Linked DNA regions of Mus musculus: region 1 is linked to region 2. Evidence: chromatin contacts called from public promoter capture Hi-C data. All regions are on one chromosome and are shown on one strand. The core of a region is the stretch at or near the end of the contact, and the rest is flanking DNA. Distances in the headings are between cores, read along the strand shown. Region 1 overlaps Nol6 (nucleolar protein family 6 (RNA-associated)). Region 2 holds the start of B4galt1 (UDP-Gal:betaGlcNAc beta 1,4- galactosyltransferase, polypeptide 1).

Evidence for each region. Promoter capture Hi-C pulls out the DNA fragments that hold promoters and counts their contacts.
Region 1: a contact with region 2 is called in a promoter capture Hi-C map of neural stem cells. The contact joins the enhancer-like site here to the promoter of B4galt1 in region 2. A contact is called at or near these places in 5 of 39 promoter capture datasets (cranial neural crest, erythroid cells, fetal liver and 2 more), 2 of 484 Hi-C or Micro-C datasets (embryonic fibroblasts and hematopoietic stem and progenitor cells) and 4 of 115 datasets of contacts at active chromatin or transcription factors (the SCID.adh cell line, bone marrow-derived macrophages, embryonic stem cells and 1 more).

What each region holds. Positions count from the first base shown.
Region 1 is chr4:41,115,150-41,121,899 of GRCm38.p6, reverse strand. Nol6 (nucleolar protein family 6 (RNA-associated)) reads left to right here. Exons shown (of 26, transcript NM_139236.3): 5 at 1-121; 6 at 314-448; 7 at 535-689; 8 at 773-893; 9 at 1,118-1,176; 10 at 1,261-1,362; 11 at 1,511-1,626; 12 at 1,716-1,893; 13 at 2,024-2,146; 14 at 2,339-2,487; 15 at 2,588-2,663; 16 at 2,877-3,017; 17 at 3,134-3,251; 18 at 3,328-3,482; 8 more. The coding sequence ends at 6,543. Among named protein-coding and RNA genes, the nearest start is that of Nol6, 5.8 kb to the left of the region's middle. Within about 2 kb of position 2,774, at least 15 of the 459 cell types and tissues checked have an H3K27ac peak or open chromatin away from gene starts, as enhancers often do. A contact at or near this core is called in neural stem cells, where this site is marked.
Region 2 is chr4:40,851,226-40,858,014 of GRCm38.p6, reverse strand. It overlaps B4galt1 (UDP-Gal:betaGlcNAc beta 1,4- galactosyltransferase, polypeptide 1), which reads left to right and starts at 4,031. Exons shown (of 6, transcript NM_022305.5): 1 at 4,031-4,624. The coding sequence starts at 4,210.

The DNA of each region.
Region 1 (6,750 bases), core at 1,525-4,024, 270 kb before region 2:
CGAGCCCTTTACCTGGCCCACTTAGCTTACCACCTGGCCCAGGATCCCCTCTTCAGCAGCGTACGCTTCTCTTACATGAGTGGATGCCACCTGAAGCCCTCGCTGCTGCTGCGGCCACATGGTGGGAGTCACTCTCTGGGCTTAGTGCACAGTATGGGATGGTAAATCTGGAGGGGGCCATGAGGTCTTCAAGTCTGGAAGCCTCGAGGCCAGGAGGTCAGAAGTCATGGGTGCCCAAGTATGAGGGGGTGCTAAGGGGACCCACTCAGATTTTAGGAGTTGTAGAATCTCACTACTCCATGTCTCTACCCAGGGAAGGATGAGCGCCTAGTTACTGTGCGCCTGCTTCCCTGCCCTCCCTTGGACTTCTTCCGTCCCTGCCGCTTGCTGCCAACTAAGAACAATGTGCGCTCTGCCTGGTACCGAGGGCAGAGCTGTCCGGATTACGGTGAGCAGGCACTGGTGCTGAAATGTGTTGGTGGGCAGGGGTTTGGTGGAGCCTTCTCTTCTAATAGTCTCCATTTGTTTGCGTAGAGCCGCCTACCCCCCACTATAACACCTGGATCCTGCAGGATGTAGCTCTGGAGACCCACATGCACTTGCTGGCAAGTGTGCTGGGCTCTGCCCAGGGCCTGAAGGATGGCGTGGCACTTCTGAAGGTTTGGCTGAGGCAGCGGGAACTGGACAAGGTGAGTTGTGGGTGGCCTGGTTTCCTCGCCTCTTTGTGGGAAGGGTTGCTCCTGAGCTCAGTCCAGTCATGCTTCTCTTTCAGGGCCTGGGTGGATTTAACGGATTCATCATCTCCATGCTGGTTGCCTTCCTGGTATCTAAACGAAAGATCCATACCACCATGAGCGGCTACCAGGTCCTGAGAAGTGTCCTGCAGTTTCTGGGTAAGGTAACTAGAGTGGACAGGCCAGGGGTTCCGCTTGTCCCCGGGGGTTCTCTTATTCCACCAGAGCTCCGTTAGTTTCTTGTCACCAGACAGAGGAGAAAACTGAGTCTGAGGCAGGCAGTTGTAGCCACCCAGGCTGAGGGAGGCAGGGAGGGTATCGCTGTGGCCAGGTCCCAAAAGGACCTTCTAATACAATACCTACCTTTCTCTGGTTCACTCCAGCCACTACCGATCTGACAATCAATGGAATCAGTTTCTCTCTCAGCTCAGATCCCTCCTTGGTGAGTTAAGTAACGTGGGCAGGTATGTGCTAATGGGCCTGCAGGTAGACCTCAACCCTGATTGGCTTCTCTCTGCCCCTCCAGCCCACCCTGGCTGAATTCCACCAGCTTTTCGCGGTTGTGTTTGTGGACCCATCAGGCCGCCTCAACCTCTGTGCCGATGTTACAGCTTCCACTTACAACCAGGTACCAACAGGTCCTCCTACTCCCGGATCCTCCATACGTCTCCGCTCAGGCTGCCGTGCCTGTGCCAGAACGGCAGAAGTAGACCCGGGCTGCGAGCCTTTCAGCCAGCGAGGGTTACAGCTGTGTTTCCTCCTCATCCTGTGCCCAGGTGCAGTACGAGGCAGAACTGTCTATGGCGTTGCTGGACAGCAAAGCTGACGATGGATTTCAGCTGCTGTTGATGACTCCCAAACCCATGATCCAGGCTTTTGACCACGTTGTCCAGTGAGTTTGGGGTGGTGTAGGGTCACAAGGGAGGAGGAGTCACGGACCTAGTGGGTTCTCATTGGTCCCCTTTGCCCTGTACCCTCCAGTCTCCATCCACTGAGTCGCCTGCAGGCATCCTGTCACCAGCTAAAGCTTTGGCCAGAGCTGCAGGATAACGGAGGGGACTACGTTTCAGCCGCTCTGGGCCCACTAACCAACATTTTGGTGCAGGGTCTGGGGTGCCGGCTGCATCTGCTGGCTCACTCTCGGCCCCCAGTCCCAGAGGTGAGACCCTGTAGACTGGGAAGTTGGCTGGATATAGGGTCCAAAGGGACCCACAGCGTGCTGCCCAGCTGGTTAGCCTCCAGCAGGCTTGGGGCCTTTGGGTTGACATCAACCTGTTTACATCCTACAGTGGAGTATCAACCAAGATCCCCCGAAGCACAAGGACGCTGGGACCCTGACCCTGGGATTTCTCTTCCGGCCCGAGGGACTGACCAGTGTTATTGATCTTGGCCCAGAGGCTGACAAGCCTGAGGTGTGAAACCCCAGCCTGCCCGTGGGGAGGAGTGGGTGGAGCTTCCTCACGATACCTAAGTTGAGGCCTGTCTGCAGTGCTTGGGATTGAGCTCAGGGCTTTGGGCACGTTATTAGTCCATCCCTCTATCACTGAGCTACGCCCCAGCTCATTCTTTCTTGGCCTCTCTTCCCATCCTTTGCTTCTCTCCAGGCTGCTGATTTCCGTCAGTTCTGGGGGACCCGCTCAGAGCTCAGGCGTTTCCAGGACGGAGCCATCCGGGAAGCTGTGGTCTGGGAGGCAGAATCTTTGTTTGAGAAGCGTCTTATTCCTCATCAGGTGGTCACCCACCTCTTAGCACTGTGAGTATCAGCGTCTTCACACCAGGAGGCTGCTGTGGTCAGGGCAGCCATTTTCGGTAGGCATAGCCCCTGACACCCTCATTGTATCTGTGTTCTTCAGCCATGCTGACATCCCAGACACCTGTATCCAGTATGTGGGTGGCTTCCTTGATGCATTGATCCAAAACCCCAAAGAGGTAAGAGCCTGGGGTCTAAGCCAGTGATTGCGGGGTAGTTAGTGCTATGGCAAGACTGGATGGAGAACCCTTTCTACCCTAGCCAGGTTGCATCTCCTAGTGTCCAGCAGGGGGCGCCCCGGTCCTGCCATAGCCTGAATCATGGCAGCATCCAAGGTGGTGCTGGGGTTTCTTAAGACCCAGACTTCCTCCTGAGTGTCTTCTCTTCATCAGATCTCCAGCACGGGTGAGGAGGCCTTGGCGTTGGCTGTGCGTTGCTATGATGACCTCAGCCGCCTGCTCTGGGGGCTGGAGGGTCTCCCACTTACTGTGTCTGCCGTTCAGGGGGCTCACCCAGTGCTGCGCTACACAGAGGTAAGGTGCAGGGGGGCAGGGAGTCCTTTATGGTTAGTGCCCCCACTCACACCTGCCCCATCCTCCCATCTCTGGGCTGTCCCTCCCTCTCAAAGTCACTGTCCTGTCTTCCACAGGTTTTCCCTCCAGCTCCAGTCCGTCCTGCCTACTCCTTCTATAACCGCCTCCAAGAGCTGGCCTCACTGTTGCCCCGGCCGGATAAGCCCTGCCCAGCCTATGTGGAGCCTATGACTGGTAAGAGGGTCCTTGGGAGAGAGTGGGGAAGGCAGCAGGCTGCGGAATCAGATCTCTCACCCCTTCTGTTCTTCAGTGGTTTGTCACCTGGAGGGCAGCGGGCAGTGGCCTCAGGATGCAGAAGCGGTGCAGCGGGTCCGAGCCGCCTTCCAGCTGCGCCTGGCGGAGGTGCTGACCCAGGAGCATAGACTACAGTGCTGCGCCACTGCCACACACACGGATGTCCTCAAGGTTAGGCTGCTACAGGGTGAGAGATCACCACAGAACAGGCTCCAGGGACATCAGGGGCTACAGGAAGATAACTGTCGGTCGTGGTCTGCGGGGCCAGGGATCCAGGTGGCAGCGCACCCCCAAGTGCTCTTGACATTCATTTCCTTTGCCACATCTCTCCACAGGATGGGTTCGTGTTTAGGATTCGAGTGGCCTATCAGCGGGAGCCACAGATCCTGAAAGAGGTGCGGAGCCCCGAGGGCATGGTCTCCCTGAGAGACACACCTGCCTCCCTCCGCCTTGAGAGAGACACCAAGCTGTTGCCTCTGCTCACCAGTGCCCTGCATGGGTAAGGTTACATTCGTGAGCTCTTCTTGGATGTAGGCCTCCTGCCCCCATTCTGCTTACCTGGCTACCAGATTCTCTGGAGGCCAGGCAGCATAATACCTCCCTTGTGAACTGGTAGTAACATTAGTAATAACTTCCGGGCGTTTGCTAGGAGAGCATGGGAGATGTGTACCCCATGTGGGCAGTGCTGGGCAGAGGCCGAGCGACTGGCGGTAGGTCCATCCCTATGTGGGTCTCTCTGAGTTCCCAGGTCTCACTGCCAAGGCTTCCTCCCCCAGACTCCAGCAGCAGTACCCAGCCTACTCGGGGGTGGCTCGCCTGGCCAAGCGGTGGGTGCGTGCCCAGCTTCTGGGTGAGGGCTTCACTGACGAGAGCCTGGATCTGCTGGCCGCTTCACTCTTCCTGCACCCTGAGCCCTTCACCCCTCCCAGGTAATGACCTGGATGCTTTCCTCGCTCGGGAAGTTGCTCTAAGTGATGCAGTCTTTATTCTAACTGGGGGAGGGTGGCGAGTACACGATAGAGGGTGTTTTCAGATGCTTCTCACTGAGGGGTTGGGGACATCAGGCCTCAGATTCTTTCTCTTTCTATCTGCTCAGCGTCCCACAGGTTGGCTTTCTTCGGTTCCTTTACTTGGTATCTACCTTTGATTGGAAGAACAACCCTCTCATTGTCAACCTCAACGGTGAGCTGACTGGTAAGTGGTAGGACTCAGGTCAGACCACTGGAAGAACTTCCCTGTGTAGATGGCACAGTAAGCAGGTGAACACCCTGTGAGTTCGTCCAGGAAGCCTCCTAGATCCCAGATGTCTAAGCCTAATGGTCTGTCTTGGGGAAGAGAATTGTCAGATGGAAGAGGCAGAGGCTATATCAAGTCTGGCTTAGAGAGCTTTGCCTATGTGGTCCATGATAAAATTACTACTCAGGGCTGTGGAGCAAGGGGAGAGCAAAGGAAAGCTTCTTGAATTCTAGGTGAGAGTCTTGTGTGGGGAGCCAGGAAGTTAGACTGTGCCTGCACCTGGGAGGTGGGATTGTTGGTTTCCCATTGTAACCTTAGGAGCTCTTGGGTCCCAGCAGAGAGCAAGGTGTCAGGTTCCTAATTCTCCACCAGGTGTGTGAGAGCCTTGGGCAGGCCTCGGCAGGCCAGGGACTAGTCTGGGGGTGACCAGCAGTGGAAAACTCTGCCTCGGGGCTGAAGCTGGGAGATAAACACCCCACCCCACTAACTCGAATGTGGTGTCCCTTTCATAACCTTTGTTCTTTGGGAGAGGGTATTGGAAAATCCCTGTGATGGGCAGTTGCTGGGTACACACACGGTGGAAAGACCAAGGTCTTTTAGGGAGGCTGACGTAGCCTCCCCTGTCATCTCCAGCTGAGGAACAGGTGGGGATTCGAAGTAGTTTCCTGGCAGCTCGAACACAACTCCCAGTCATGGTCATCATTACCCCCCAGGACCGCAGAAGCTCTGTGTGGACACAGGATGGACCCTCAGCCCAGGTTCTACCCCTTACCTGTCCCTAAATTATTTATTTGTTTACTTACTTACTTATTTTACTCAAAGAAGAAAGTAGGCCCAACCTAAGCCAGAAGCATGGTCAGTCTTGGTGTGATTTTTCTGTGTTCCAGATCCTTCAGCAGCTCGTGAGCCTGGCGGCTGAAGCCCTCCCTATCCTAGAGAAGCAGCTGATGGATCCCCGGGGGCCTGGGGACATCAGGGTAAGGATCTGACTCAGTAACTCCCAGGGCCCGAAGTCTGCAGTTCAGGGAACCTTCTCACGATGCCTAGTTGCTCGCTCTGTTTGGTGAGACTGCATATGGAGAAGGCTTTGAAGCTGCCATGGTGCCTGGTAGTGAAGCCTGGTGGGAATCCTGGGCATCCTTCTGGACTCAAGCTGGCCCTGGCTGTTCTCCCTGGGGTTTGCTGTTCTCGTGTTCCTGGGGCATACGGCCTATAGTGGATGGCTGGATGCCTGGGAATGAGTACGTGGAAGGGTAACTCAAAGGCTTCCGTAGACCGTGTTCCGGCCACCCTTCGACATGTATGATGTGCTGATCCACCTGACTCCCCGCCACATTCCCCGGCACCGCCAAGCTGTAGACCCTCCAGTTGCTTCCTTCTGCCGTGGTCTGCTCGCTGAGCCAGGGCCTTCGTCTCTGATGCCTGTCCTGGGCTATGACCCCCCTCAGCTCTATCTGGCACAGCTCCGGGTAAGTTCTTACAGGACTGGCTGGCCTGGGGAGTGTTCTGTGGAGCTGCAGCCCTGGAGGAGGTCATCGGGCAATCTTGATTCCATTCTGTCCTTTCTAGGAGGCCTTTGAAGATCTGGCTCTCTTCTTCTATGACCAGCATGGTGGAGAGGTGATTGGTGTCCTCTGGAAGCCCAGCAGCTTCCAGCCCCAGCCCTTTAAGGTATGCTGGCCAGTGACCCTGTCTTGTGCTGCCAGCTGTGTACATGTGGTTCACTGGGTGGCTCTGGGTCAAGTGTATGTATGGAGCTCATATATCGATTGACACTGCCCTAACCCTGCAGCTCATGGTATGCCTTTGTGACACTTCAACTCAAATTTGCTCTCTGGTTCTTCAGGCCTCCAGCATAAAGGGACGCATGGTGGTGTCTCAAGGTGGGGAGCTTGTGATGTTGCCCAACATAGAAGCAATCTTGGAGGACTTTGCTGTGCTGGGTGAAGGCCTGGTACAGGCTGTAGAGGCCCGAAGTGAGAGGTGGACTGTGTGATTCTCGCCTTGGGACAAGTGTTGGATCTGTGCAGCAGCAGGTCAGCGGCATAGCCACTCTCAGTGCAGATGGACGCCTGATGAACCACTGAATCCCCCATCCCCAGAGAAAGCCCCGTGAGATTCTTCTGATGTTTCAGCTCTGGGGCAGGGGCCATGGTGTCCTGTGTCCCCTACACCTGACCACCCCAATTCCCAGAGGAGGAGA
Region 2 (6,789 bases), core at 2,782-5,281:
TTTAGATGATGAAATTTTGCACTTGAATGGGCTTTGGGGGTGGAAGGGGTGGAGAGTGGAGGACAGGACTTGGAACCTTATATATAAAATTCTATATATATTGTGCACGTGAGAAGAATCTAAAACAATTTGTAGCTACGGGAAAAACTGGTACATTTAAGATGTCTGTAAAATTAGTGCTCGTCCTACATCCATCAAGATGTCTCTTTCTTCCTTCCTTCCTTCCCTCCTTCCTTCCTTCCCTTCTCTCTAAATTTCAACTGCCCAGTAACTTTCTTGTTCATTTTGAGACAGGGTCTTCTATAGCCCAGGTCTAGACTGGAACTTGCTATTTATTTAAGGATGGTCCCCCCTGCTTCCACCTCCCAAGTTCTGAGGTTACAGGTGCAAGTCACCATGTCTAACTTTAAATTAGTTATTTAATTTTTATTTTTTAATTTTGAGACAGAGTTTTACCACATATATAGCCTTGACTGGCCTCAAACTCGAAATTCTCCTGTCTTCACCTTTTAAGTGCTGCTAGGATTACAGTTCGTGTGACCATCCCTAGCTCTGAAATTTATGTTAATCAAAAGAATTCTCTAAGAAGTGATATTTTGGGGACCAACAAAGTGGCTCAGCAGGTAAAAGTCCTTCCCATCCCAACCCAATGATCTGAATTCCCTCCTCAGATCCCACAGTGGGAGAACTGACTTCTGAAAGTTGTACTGTGAACTTCAAACACTTGTGACATGTTTGCACACACACACACACACACACACACACACACACACACACACGTGATAAAAATGTTAAAAAGAAGTGGTTTAAGGCTGTGTCTTAGGAAATGTTCCTCTGTTTGGGGACCTTTTTGGAACGTGTTCTCCACATTGTGAGGAAAACCTGAACAGTTGCCAGGCTAAGTCATTACATGGAAAGGCCTTTGGGGAGGGGGTCGAGATGGAAGGTCTCATTACTCAACCTAGCTGGGCCCTATGAGCTCCCAGCCTCTACTAGCACCGATTTCCAGGGCACACACAAGAGCTTGGAGAAGCACTGTGTGAAGGTGTTTTGAAATTTGCAACTGTGCTAGTGCCGGGTTATTACTACGGGAATCAGAACTGCCAGCCGAGGTGGAGAACTGCTGTCAAGCTGCTTGGGAGTTGGGAGTTATAGACCTGTGAAATAACTGCCTGCTGTGTGCCAGGTACTGTCCTCTGTTCTCCTCATCTACTGGGGTGTGACAGCAATGTAAACTGGCAGGCATAAAAAAGGCTTAGTCCTTGATGGGTTCTTTGTCATCCCAATCAACAGACAATCAGCAGGTGTTATTCCCCCCCCCCGCCCCCGCCCCTATTTCAGGCCGAAAGGGTTGTGGGATATATCTGTGGCCCTAGCACTCTTCTCCTGTCTCCTGGCCATCATCTGTAGCTAGAAAGCTTTGTCTCCATTTTCCTCTGCTCATTTTTCAGATGTGGAGCTCATGCCTCAGCATAGCTCACTCCCAAGCAAAATTTCCCTGCTAGCATAGGATGGTGGAGTTTGTTCTTTACCCTGACCAACTCTCAGAAGATAATTCTTGACTTTGTCCTCTACAATGACTTAGCAATAAAGGTTTCCTTTTTCTTTTCATATACTGAGATAACCATTTCTGGGATCTAGGTGTGGCGACTCATACCTACAATCCATGCCCTTGGGAGGCTGAGGTAGAAGGTTGAGAGTTCAAGGCCAGTTAGGCTAACCTAGGCTATTAGGGTGAGCTCCTGTTGAAAAGAAAGAAAAGAAGAAGGAGGAGGAGGAGGAAGAGGAAGAGGAAGGAAGAAAGAAAGAAAGAAAGAAAGAAAGGAAGGAAGGAAGGAAGGAAGGAAGGAAGAAAGAAAGAAAGAAAGAAAGAAAGAAAGAAAGAAAGAAAGAAAGAAAGAGGCAGGCAGGCAGAGGGATGCTCACAGATATTCCTGGTCATGATAATGGAGGCCTACTTATAGTGTCAGATTTGTGAGGTTGAGGCAGGAAGATGCCAAGTTTAAGACCACCCTGGGCTATGCAGAGAGACCCTAATCTCAGACCAAACCAAACCAAACCAAACCAAACCAAACCAAACCACAAGTAGGTTGTGCAGATTTTTCAGGAGTTATGGGGTAGTCCAAATGGGTCTTTTCCAGAACAGGTTTTGGTGTTGGGGAACTGGAAGAACAATAACGCCTCTTTCTGAGGGGGATGAGGACGGGAGTGGGATGGAGGGGTTAGATTACTGTGTGCGGGACTCATTTGGCTGAGATGATACTGGAAGGTGGAGGGTTAGGGAAGAGATGTGGGTTGGATCCACAAAGTTTTGTGTTATCAGCTTATAGATAATAGAACCACACCTAAGGAACATAGACATAAAAGAGCCGCAGGGACCACAGCCTCAGGACCTCACCAAGGGAGGCGAGGGGCCAGAGAGGGTCGGTCAGGAAGTCACCTGATGAGCAGTATACTTTCTTTTCTTTCTTTCTTTTTTTTTTTTTTTTTTTGGTTTGTTTTTGCTTTTGTTTTTCGAGACAGGTTTTTTTTCTGTGTAGCCCTGGCTGTCCTGGAACTCACTCTGTAGAACAGGCTGGCCTCGAACTCAGAAATGCACCTGCCTCCCAAGTGGTTTTTTTTTTTTTAAATACTTTCTATGATTGCAACCAAATGTCACTCAGCCTGCTTTCTCATCGATGAATCGGAGACAGTTAACAACCCCTATTACATGGCATATATTGGTTAACAACAAACTCTCCAAACATAGGAGTAGCTAGAATTAGCATTCCCCATCTTAAGGTTCTCATCACATTCAAGGATAAATGGGTCTGAGGCCTCGGGGTCAAGACTTCAAGTGCTTAAATCTTCCAGCTTCCACTTTCAGATCAACAAGGTTAGGTAAAGGAACGCGCAGTGACAAAGTTTTTAGGAGCCCTGAGTTCCACAGCTTATCAGCTGTGAGATTTTACAGGCCATTCATTCTTATTCACTCCAAGGCACTGAAATCTTTGTTTACTACATAGTCTGGGCTGGCTCCAAACTCTGGCTCTTCCTGTCTCCGCAACCAGAGTCTGGGATTACAGGTGTTCACGACCGCGCCTAGATTCCAGTATTCTGTTAAATGGGGACTGTGTTCCAGCGCTGTGTACAACGGGCTGTTCTGTACGCAGGCTTAGGAATTAATGCAGTTTTCTGCCAGTCTCATCCCAACAAGCATGTGTCATCTCCATGTGGCATGCACTAGAGGCCATGTTGCACCTAGAACCAAGTTGGGCAGGTTCCTGAGGTTTCCCAATCCTGCAAACACTTATGTGGGAGTAAGAGTAGAGCAAGATGGTCACTTCCCTAGCAGGACTCAATAAGCAGCTCCTCCACTTTAGCCCCCTCACAGGCAGGCGGACCCAGCTAGGGTAAGTGGATCTTTGGAACGCCCCAGAGAATCCGTCCGCTGGCCTCGCGGGACGTCGAAGCCGGTTTCCTAGACGACCTTTCTCCACTCCATTTTCTCACTATCCCAAGGCTACCGCCTGTCCTCTTGTCCTCACTAGCTGCTGTCCCAGGCCCATACCCGAGTCACTGGGTACGTCAGGAAGTGGTGAGCAGCTCGTTGAACAAGAAGCTGGTTTAGAGAGACTTAAGCTCCACGGTGAACGCTAGGAAGAAAAGCTGAGCGCCGCTGGGTATGGGATGCCCGCTCAACCCAAGGCTGCGGTGGGGCTGGCGGAGCGCCACGTTTAGTCCCCAAGTGTCGCGACGCCCTGCAACCCAACCTCCCGAGGGCCCGCCCCTTAGTGCCTGCCCCCCAAGCTCCGCCCTCCCTTAGCTGCCAGAAAAACCCGGCTGAAGGTTCCGCCCCTCAGTCCCCTCTCCGAGCCTTGTCCCTCATGCCCCGCCCCTCTCGAAAAAGACCCGCTTTGCGGCCCCACCCCTTAGACTCCGCCCCCCCAGGTTCCGCGAACAGCCTTCCGAAACCCGGTTGAGGCCCCGCCCTAGGTCGAGACCACGCCCCCTGCTCATCCGCGCTTGTGGTTCCCGCTGATCTCTCCAAAGTCCCGCGGCCAGGGGTGTCGGCTTTCCGCCGCAGGCGGCCGGTGCTGCGCTAGGTCCTAGCCCCCTCCCCCCGGCCCCTCCTTCGATCGCTGTGGTCGGGTAGCGCCTGGCGGGCGGCCTGCGGGCGGGCCGTCCTCTCAGCCGTAGCCCACCCCCTCTTAAAGCCGCGGCGGGAAGATGAGGTTTCGTGAGCAGTTCCTGGGCGGCAGCGCCGCGATGCCGGGCGCGACCCTGCAGCGGGCCTGCCGCCTGCTCGTGGCCGTCTGCGCGCTGCACCTCGGCGTCACCCTCGTCTATTACCTCTCTGGCCGCGATCTGAGCCGCCTGCCCCAGTTGGTCGGAGTCTCCTCTACACTGCAGGGCGGCACGAACGGCGCCGCAGCCAGCAAGCAGCCCCCAGGAGAGCAGCGGCCGCGGGGTGCGCGGCCGCCGCCTCCTTTAGGCGTCTCCCCGAAGCCTCGCCCGGGTCTCGACTCCAGCCCTGGTGCAGCTTCTGGCCCCGGCTTGAAGAGCAACTTGTCTTCGTTGCCAGTGCCCACCACCACTGGACTGTTGTCGCTGCCAGCTTGCCCTGAGGAGTCCCCGCTGCTCGGTAAGACCCAGGATCTGAGGACGTGGACTCCTCGGATTTCCTCAGTAGGGTTCCAGGGATATTATCCTAAGATCTCTTTCAGGACTGCCAGCCACCAGGTTTTGATCAGAGTGCATAATCCCCAAGAAGGGCTTAATCCTCTTTGGGATGACCCAAAGAGAGGTTGGCTGGTGTCTCAAGAGGCAGGGGCCCTGTTGGGAAACCCCCAGGCTCTTACCCCAGCACCAGACAAGGCCCTGGAGACACCCTTGTTCTGGCCCAGGACTCAGGAAGTTTGAAGTTGGGGTCAGTTTAGAGTAGACTGAAAAGGCTGCTCTGCAACCTTCCCTACCTATAGTAGCAACACCGGCAACCTTCAACCTTCTGAGGACAAGACCGACAGTGAGAAAACCACCTCCCCTCCCCACCACCCTCCACTCCGCCTTAGAACAAGCCACTTAACTTTCTCTTTAAGGTTTCTTTCTGGTAAATGGAGATAATAAACCACACGTATTTTGGAGTTGTTTTGAAGAAGTAAATGAAACATTGTAACTAAGAGTTTAAAGAATGAGGATGAACTCTTAGAAAGTTGCTACAATTGTGGGATTTCCTCCTGTTTGTAGGTGCTGAACCAAGGGGCCTTCTGTCTCCCACCCCAAGTTCCTCCTCCTGATGCTTCCTCTTAACCAAACTGAGCAGGGCCCTCTCCAGGGGCAGAGGGCCTGTGTACTCAGGGGACTGACTGGAGGGCTAAAATTAACCCGGTCAATGGGGCTGCACTTTCCTGGAAATACTTGCCCAGCTGATACCAGGCAGGGGGGCAAGTATATGAGTTTGTGTTCCCAGTACTAGGCGACTGGCCAGGGTAGAACTTTGACTGGAGATCACAGGTAGTGCCAGGTTTTAGAGAATGTTTCGCAGAGTGAATCCCATCTCCCCACAGACAGACAGGCAGGCAGCGTGCTAATAGCTCTGTCTCATTCTGGGAAAGCCTTGGCAGAGCAGGCCTTCCTATAGCCTGTTGCTCAATGTCTCCAATAATTACTTCAATGTTTTCACATCAAGTTTGGGAGGAACCTCTTGGAATTGGCCAAACATGAGTAATCGAATTACTTTGGACTTGGTTGTTAATTTGGGAAACAGGAATAGTTCTATGGAAAGTGAAGTAGAACATTAGTCTGACTTCAAGCATGTTATAGTGTTTCTTCCTGTTGTATAAAGTGGACTTGTCTGTGCTTACCTCACAGGGCTATTTTTAGGACTAATTGAGATTGTATATAGAGTAGGCAGGCACTCAGCAAGTAATCAACAATACAGTTTGAGGATGTGAAGTGGCGATTTCTTAGACTTCCACGGAGATGGCTCGCTGAACAACATAGAAGAGGAGGAAGTGACCGAGTCCTCAGACCACAGAATGTCTGGGCCTTTTGCTTTTATTTTTGGTTGTTGCCTGAGCATCATGCAGAAAAAAGACAAATTAATTAGTTAAGTACCCCAGAGCCATGGACATAGCTCAGATGGTGGAAGGCTTGTCTGGCCTGCCCAAAGCCTTGATTATAAAACTGAGCAAACATCAGATCCTATCTCAAAGAGAAAACCAGGTTTATAGTTGTTCAGAGTATAGGTTCTTCCTGCTGAAATATGAGGGACTGTGGTAACTATAGTTCTGTTCAGTTTGGTTTGGTAATGTGGGTTGCTCAATTCATCCTGAAATAGACAGCTCAAAAGGACCTTACTGAGAGAGATCACTTTAGACTGTGGAGTCCAGAGGCCTAGGCCTCTTCTGGCCTGGCTACCTTCATGTGACTTGCATGGGACTGATGTCTAGGTTTCTGCTGAGACCACAATCGCAGAAACAAGGGTAGGAGGTTAGGTTTTGTTTTGTTTTTATTAATTTGAGCCCTTAGATTTGAATGCTTAGGTGCAGCTTTTGGGGGGCGGTTCTTGGTCAGAAGGAATCTTAAGAAAACTTTTAAGTGTATTTGGGACTCTGTGTGTGTGTGTGTGTGTGTGTGTGTGTGTGTGTGTGTGTGTAGTGTCAAGCCCATCTGTTCCACTGGGCAGGTGTCAGCCAAAGCCCTTGACCGTGGTTTTGAGGTTGGTGGGAGAAAGCACCCCTAGGGGGTTAGCACGGTGGCCTTTTTACTACTCACAGTTCCTTTCCCCAACTTTCCTCTGCTTTCTGG